Linked DNA regions of Sus scrofa: region 2 is linked to region 1. The links are chromatin contacts, called in public HiChIP or PLAC-seq maps. All regions are on one chromosome and are shown on one strand. The core of a region is the stretch at or near the end of the contact, and the rest is flanking DNA. Distances in the headings are between cores, read along the strand shown.

What was found. HiChIP or PLAC-seq counts read pairs in DNA pulled down with a chosen protein or histone mark.
Region 2: an H3K27ac HiChIP or PLAC-seq map of alveolar macrophages shows a contact between it and region 1. The contact joins the promoter of VCAN here to the promoter of ATP6AP1L in region 1. A contact is called at or near these places in 1 of 5 promoter capture datasets (fetal skeletal muscle) and 1 of 2 datasets of contacts at active chromatin or transcription factors (alveolar macrophages).

The regions. Positions count from the first base shown.
Region 1 is chr2:90,679,682-90,682,498 of Sscrofa11.1, forward strand. It overlaps ATP6AP1L (V-type proton ATPase subunit S1-like protein), which reads left to right and starts at 1,301. Exons shown (of 11, transcript XR_002341797.1): 1 at 1,301-1,373. RPS23 (ribosomal protein S23) reads right to left here and starts at 1,000. Exons shown (of 4, transcript NM_213764.1): 1 at 990-1,000; 2 at 388-547. The coding sequence starts at 993.
Region 2 is chr2:91,698,366-91,701,269 of Sscrofa11.1, forward strand. VCAN (versican) reads left to right here and starts at 1,418. Exons shown (of 15, transcript NM_001206429.1): 1 at 1,418-1,643.

The DNA.
Region 1 (2,817 bases), core at 51-2,550:
TGAGACACCCACAAAATTACAATTGCCATTTTATAAAATCAAAAAACAATTGAGTACTGGTAAATAGATGCAGCATACTCTACATTTGTTTTCTCAAGAGCAAAGACGTGATTGACTGCAAAGATGAAATAGTTGATGGGTGCGACTTTCTTAGAACAGTTTCCACACATATACGCTCTTTTAATGTCCATTATTTCATTACTGTTACTTTTTCCACTCCAATGCCACAATTCCTTCGAAACAATGTTAAAGTTTGGAAACCTCTGGAGGTTATTTAACTTTCCAACAACTGCGGCTACATAAAGACCAAGGGTTTACAGCCAACCTTAAGGGCATTTTTCTCGAGTTACCCTACTCAAATCCTGAAGGACGCAACAATGTACTTACACTTTTTCAAGCACAATTCCCTTGGCATGAGAAGCGCCTCCGAAAGGGTTGGCCTTCAGGGCTGTGCCCAAATGGGCTTTCTTGTACTGTTTATCGTGCCACTTCTGGTCCCGTCGGTGGCTACGGAGCTTCCTGGCAGTACGAAGACCGCGACACTTGCCTAAAAATCGAAATCACCTTAGTTCTGCACAATATACACCTAATCACATTTTACATCTTTTCAGATCCTAGTCTCACCTTGACTACAGACCGATAGACTCTGACATCACGCTCATGGCCCGAGCCTCAAGGTCCCCCTTGGACCAGGGACACAAGCGCTCCAACGGCTCTGCTTTCCCCAAAGAATGAGAACCCTCGGCAATTCTCAGGGGAAGCGGCGGCGGGCCCCCTGCGTCCCTCAGCGATTCTGGCTCCGCGGCCTCCGCGCCGCATGGGCCCGTTCCCGCCGGGCCATGTGCCAGCGGCAGTCGCGCTACCCCGGCTCTCATCATCGGTCGTCCCCGTGGCTCTCCCTCACCCCTCTGCTCCTATCTGCCCACTTGTCCTCCCGAAACCCTAAGTTCCACGTGCGGCCGCCCTCAGCACAGCCCCCGACAGCTCACCCATCCTGCCGGCGCCACGGGCCTGAGCAAAAGAGAGAAGTAAGACAGGAAGGAACCACAAACCCCCGCGATCAAGCCCCGCCCATCCGAGGACCCTGCGGCTGTCTGCGCAGAGCCTGGTCCGGTAGCCGCCTCTCGGTAGAAATCTACAAGCCTGCACCACTTTCCAGAATCTGCGTCTTATTTAATTTGTGTGCAATTCAGATGTATCCAATTTTCACCGTGGTTTATTTCTTTTTAACGAGAATGCGGCGGGCAGAAGGGACGAGGACTACCAATCCCAGAAGCCTTTGCCCAAGCCCTTCCCACAGCGCAGGCGCTCTGGGCAAACCCCCCCGCTGCAGGTTCAGTGGAGCTGAAGTCGGAAGAAGAAATCTTGCTCCTGTGTGTACGTGTGGTGGAGTGGGGCATTGTGTTTATGTTGTGTAAAATTAGACTTCGGAGCCTTAACTGCTACTGACAAGAAACACAGTACATTGAAAAAAACTTTAGTAAAGCAACATGCCGTACTGTATATAGACCCACGCTTTAATGCGAGATCGCGCCTTAAATTCCAAAGCTGCTACTTTGACTGTGCGACCTTGGGTGATTCATTTAATTCTTTAAACCCCAGTTTCTCCTGGAAAATTAAATAGATAAGTTTTCTGGGATGTTAGTTCATTTCATAATTACTTTTTAAAAATGTCTTCCCTGTTCTGGGCTCTGTTCTAGGCACTAGGGCTGCAACAGGGGATACAATTTTCGAGAGTGAAGGTTTCTGTTTTTATAAAAATCTATATTTTAGGTACGAGAAAGTAGAAAATAAAAGTATTTAAACGTCAAAAGATAATTTTAAGTATGACAAGCTCCTGAGAAAACACAGTTGGTTTGGTGTTAGTGACTTGGAGTGGGGGGTGGCTACTCTGGATAGGGTGGCGTTAGGAAGTATTTTGCTGTAGAGCGCTGAGATCTGTATTTAGTCACTTAATGATGGAACATGATGGCGGATAATGTGAGAAAAAGAATGTATATATGTGTGACTGGGTCACTTTGCTGTAGAGTAGAAAATTGACCGAACATTGTAATCCAGCTATAATGGAAAAAATACAAATATTTTTTTTTAAAAAGAAGGTGTCTCTGGAGAGTTTATATTTGAGCTGAGATCCTAAAGAGAGGGAGCCATTCAGACAAGCATATGGGTAAAGCCTTCCAAGAAGAGGTGTTCTCATAAGTAGCATGGGCTGAACTGAAGGATAGGGGTGGAGGAGCTGCATGAGGAGTAGTGTGGCATTAGATGAGGTCTGAGGGGTGCCTAGAGACATGGAGCCTGTAGACCATGGTAAACCATGTAGACCATGACTTTGTTTACTCATCCTGTGATTTTGAAAAGTTTGAAAACTTTGGAAAGTTTTCAGCTGGGGAGTAACAAGATAGGATTTATATTTTTCTAGGCTCACTCTGGCTTTTGTGAGGAGGAAAAAACGAAGAGATGAATCTTTGAGTCCAGTTGGGAGGGTGTTTTGATAGTTCACTTGAGAGGTGATGATGGCTTGGACTCAGTCCAAGGTGGTAAGAAATGTTGAATTGGATGTAGTTTGATGGTAGAGCCAACAGGATTTACTCAGAAACGTAGGATGTGAAAGAGAAGTTAATTATGATCTTCATCCTGCTCAGATTGGATAACTTGTGTTATTTATTGAGCGGGAAATACTGGGAAAGGAGCAGAATTTAGAAGGGGCTATCAAGGGTGCTGTTAAGTGTGTTAAGTTTGAGATGCTTGTGAGACATCCAGGTAGCTATGTGAGGTGGGCAGTTGATACATGGGTGTGGCGTTCAGTAGAGTCATCTG
Region 2 (2,904 bases), core at 168-2,667, 1.0 Mb after region 1:
AGGGTGAAAATGGAATTTATCCTTTAATCATCACTGCTGTGATGTGTTGTGTTTGATATAATTTTATAAGTAGGGACTTCAGAGAGAAGAATTATCTCATTTTCCATATTTGGAATACTTCCATATTTGTATCGAAAGAAAATTTGCTCTTCCTTCCAATATCCCCAGTGTCAAATTAATGTGCACCTTGGATTTATTTTGTTCCCATTGTATAAACTCATACTTGACTTCAAAGAAAAGGAAGATACAAAGTCTCTCTTTTCTAAGGGGCTGAAATCCTTTGTGTCAACTGGTTGACCCCTGCTCTGTAAGGTCCCATTGGAAATCTTTTGTAACACAATGCAGGGGACTCTTCCAAGTGCTGATGTTGTTTACATAGTTGGGTGGGCCTGGCTGAAAACAAAAATCACATAAACTCGTGAAAGAGTATGGTCCCATTTCCTGACCACAAGGAAGATGTTTGATACATTCAAGGAATCTCTGTTATTCAGGGAAAAAAAATTAAATATTCTACCATAGGGGACACTTAGAAAGACTGAAGGGAGAAAAAGAGCAGAGAAAGCAGAATCTAGACTCCTGTAGGTTTGTGGTAAAGAAAGAGAATCTGTTTGAATCCTACAAGGGATTTGCTTCGGGGAATTTCCTGTCCAGCCCTTTATTCCCAGGGTCTTTGTAGATTGCTCAGTGACGTTGGGCTCCCCATTGGGCAGCTCCTGGCGAAGGCAGTGGGGGATTCCTACACTTTCCCTCTACGTCTCAGAAGGATCTCGTTTTCTAAGTGTCTCTTTCAGATTGGCAGAAGCCAGAAGACTGACACTTCCCTGAGATGGGACAGGCAGGCTCGGTGGCCGAATAGGCACTCTGTAACCAAGTTCTTCGCTGATTTTACAGAGTTTCGTTTGCTCCCAAGAAGAGCTGATGGTACTCAATTGTCTAGTGCTGGCTTGCCCCACCAGAGCCCAGGGGCTCCTTTCCCCTAACCCAGAACTAGCAGCACGGGGGGCGGGGAAATGGGGGTGGGGAGGGGTGGAAGGCAGTGGTTTCCTGGCGCACAGCACGATGTTACTTAGTAAGTCGCTGAATGGGGAGTGCTGCTGTCCCCAAGCCGATTGGTACTTCTTGTCAGGAAGAAACGCAGAGAGGTGGGAGTGCCTGGGGAGGGAGGCAGGCGGTCCCTACTGCAGGCGCGGGGAGCTGCCTTTCCGCCCCTCTGCCTGCTCTCCAAGCCTGGGCTTTTAGGAGTGGCTGAAGCTGCGGAGCGCTTCAGGAGCCGGTGAATGAACCCTCCTCCTCCTTCCTCCTCCTCCTCCTCGCTGAGTCTCCTCCTCGGTGCTGACGGTACAGTGATATAATGATGATGGGTGTCACAACCCGCATTTGAACTTGCAGGCGAGCTGCCCCGAGCCTTTCTGGGAAAGAACTCCAGGCGAGCGGGCGCAACAGCCGTGAACATTAGGTGCTGTGGACAGGAGCAGGGACCGGGATCTGCGGTCAGCCCCGCATCCTCCAGCACCATCCCGCACCCTCCGCACCCTTCCCCGGGCCACCGCGCTTCCTATGTGACCCGCCCCAGCAACGCCGAGCCCATTCGTGCAGCGCTGAGGTGAATTTTCCCCCCAAACTGCCATAAGCCGCCTTTCAAGGTAATCACGTTTCTTTTGTTCCCCCTTTAAAAAGAGAGAGGGAGGGAGAGAGAGAGAGAAACTTAAAGAACAAAAAATCGAGTTTAGAAAAAAGAAGTACATTGTAATTGGTAGAAGGCTTTAATTAAGGCAAAGAGAACTAGCTCTGCAGAGAAGTTAAGAAAATATATGCACTTTAAAAAATGCAGGTAACTTTTAAAAGGACGTTTGGAGAGAGGAATAAGGAATACAGGAGGGACCTTCGTGCTGAAAAAGATCCAGACAAAAGAAGCCCGGGGTGGGGTGGGGGTAGAAGGACTAATGGAATTGGGGGAAGGGAGGGAAGGGAATGCAGAGAACCCCTAGAAACGTCGTGGGGTCTCGAGAGGAGGGAGGGACCCGTGGCACCTTGATCTTTTATTTGTTGTTGTTAATCTGCTTGAGGCAAAAGTTTGAATGGGGACTCCCGAGACTTTCCACGTACAAGTCTCCGAGGCCACCTGGTTCCCGGCCCCTGGTGTGTGGTCAGTGCCCGGCGTTCCTGGAAAGCTGCTCCTGGGCAGCTCCTGACAGGGCGATGCAGGACCTGCGCGGACGTGACCCCTTCAGCCCGCAGGCGATCTGGGAGGAGGTCTGGTCGAGGGAGGTGCAGGGTCCCCGGTCCGTATCTCTTTGGCGACTTTGGGGCTGTCAAGGCTCTGTCTCGTGCCCCCTAGGTTCTTTTGTCCAGCGCGCGGTGCGCCAGAGCCGTCCAGGAGGGAGCAGGGAATGGGGGGTGGGGTTGTTGGAGCGCCGCGGAGGTCTGTTAAGGCGCCAGGGCGGGAAAAGCTTACCCCTTACCAACAGGGATGTGCAAGAATTTTATCTCATCCTGAAGAGCGAGGTGAAGGCTTTAGCTCCCCTCTCAACGAGCAAACCAGTGCTCAGAGCGCTCTTCAGACAAAGGTGGCGCGGGGACCCGAATATGGGGCCTCTAGGACCAGTCCTCTCGCCCGGACTATAACACTCCTCGTATTCCTTCCATTTTCCCACCCCCTCACAGCTCTTAGCCCTAGTTGAGCAACTTTACAGGCGGGTCTTGCGGCTGCGGAGAGCGAGTGCGGGTAGCTCCGGGGGACGCCCTGGGCTGGAGCGCCCCACCGCCCTGCAGAGGCGTGGGCGCCGCCGGGCGGCATCCCTGGTGCGTGCGGGCTGGGAAGCATCTGAGTTGTCCCGGCTCGCTGTCTGTGTCACTGGGCGTGGAGCGGTCAATGTGTTAGGCAGCGGAGAGCAAGGAAGGCAA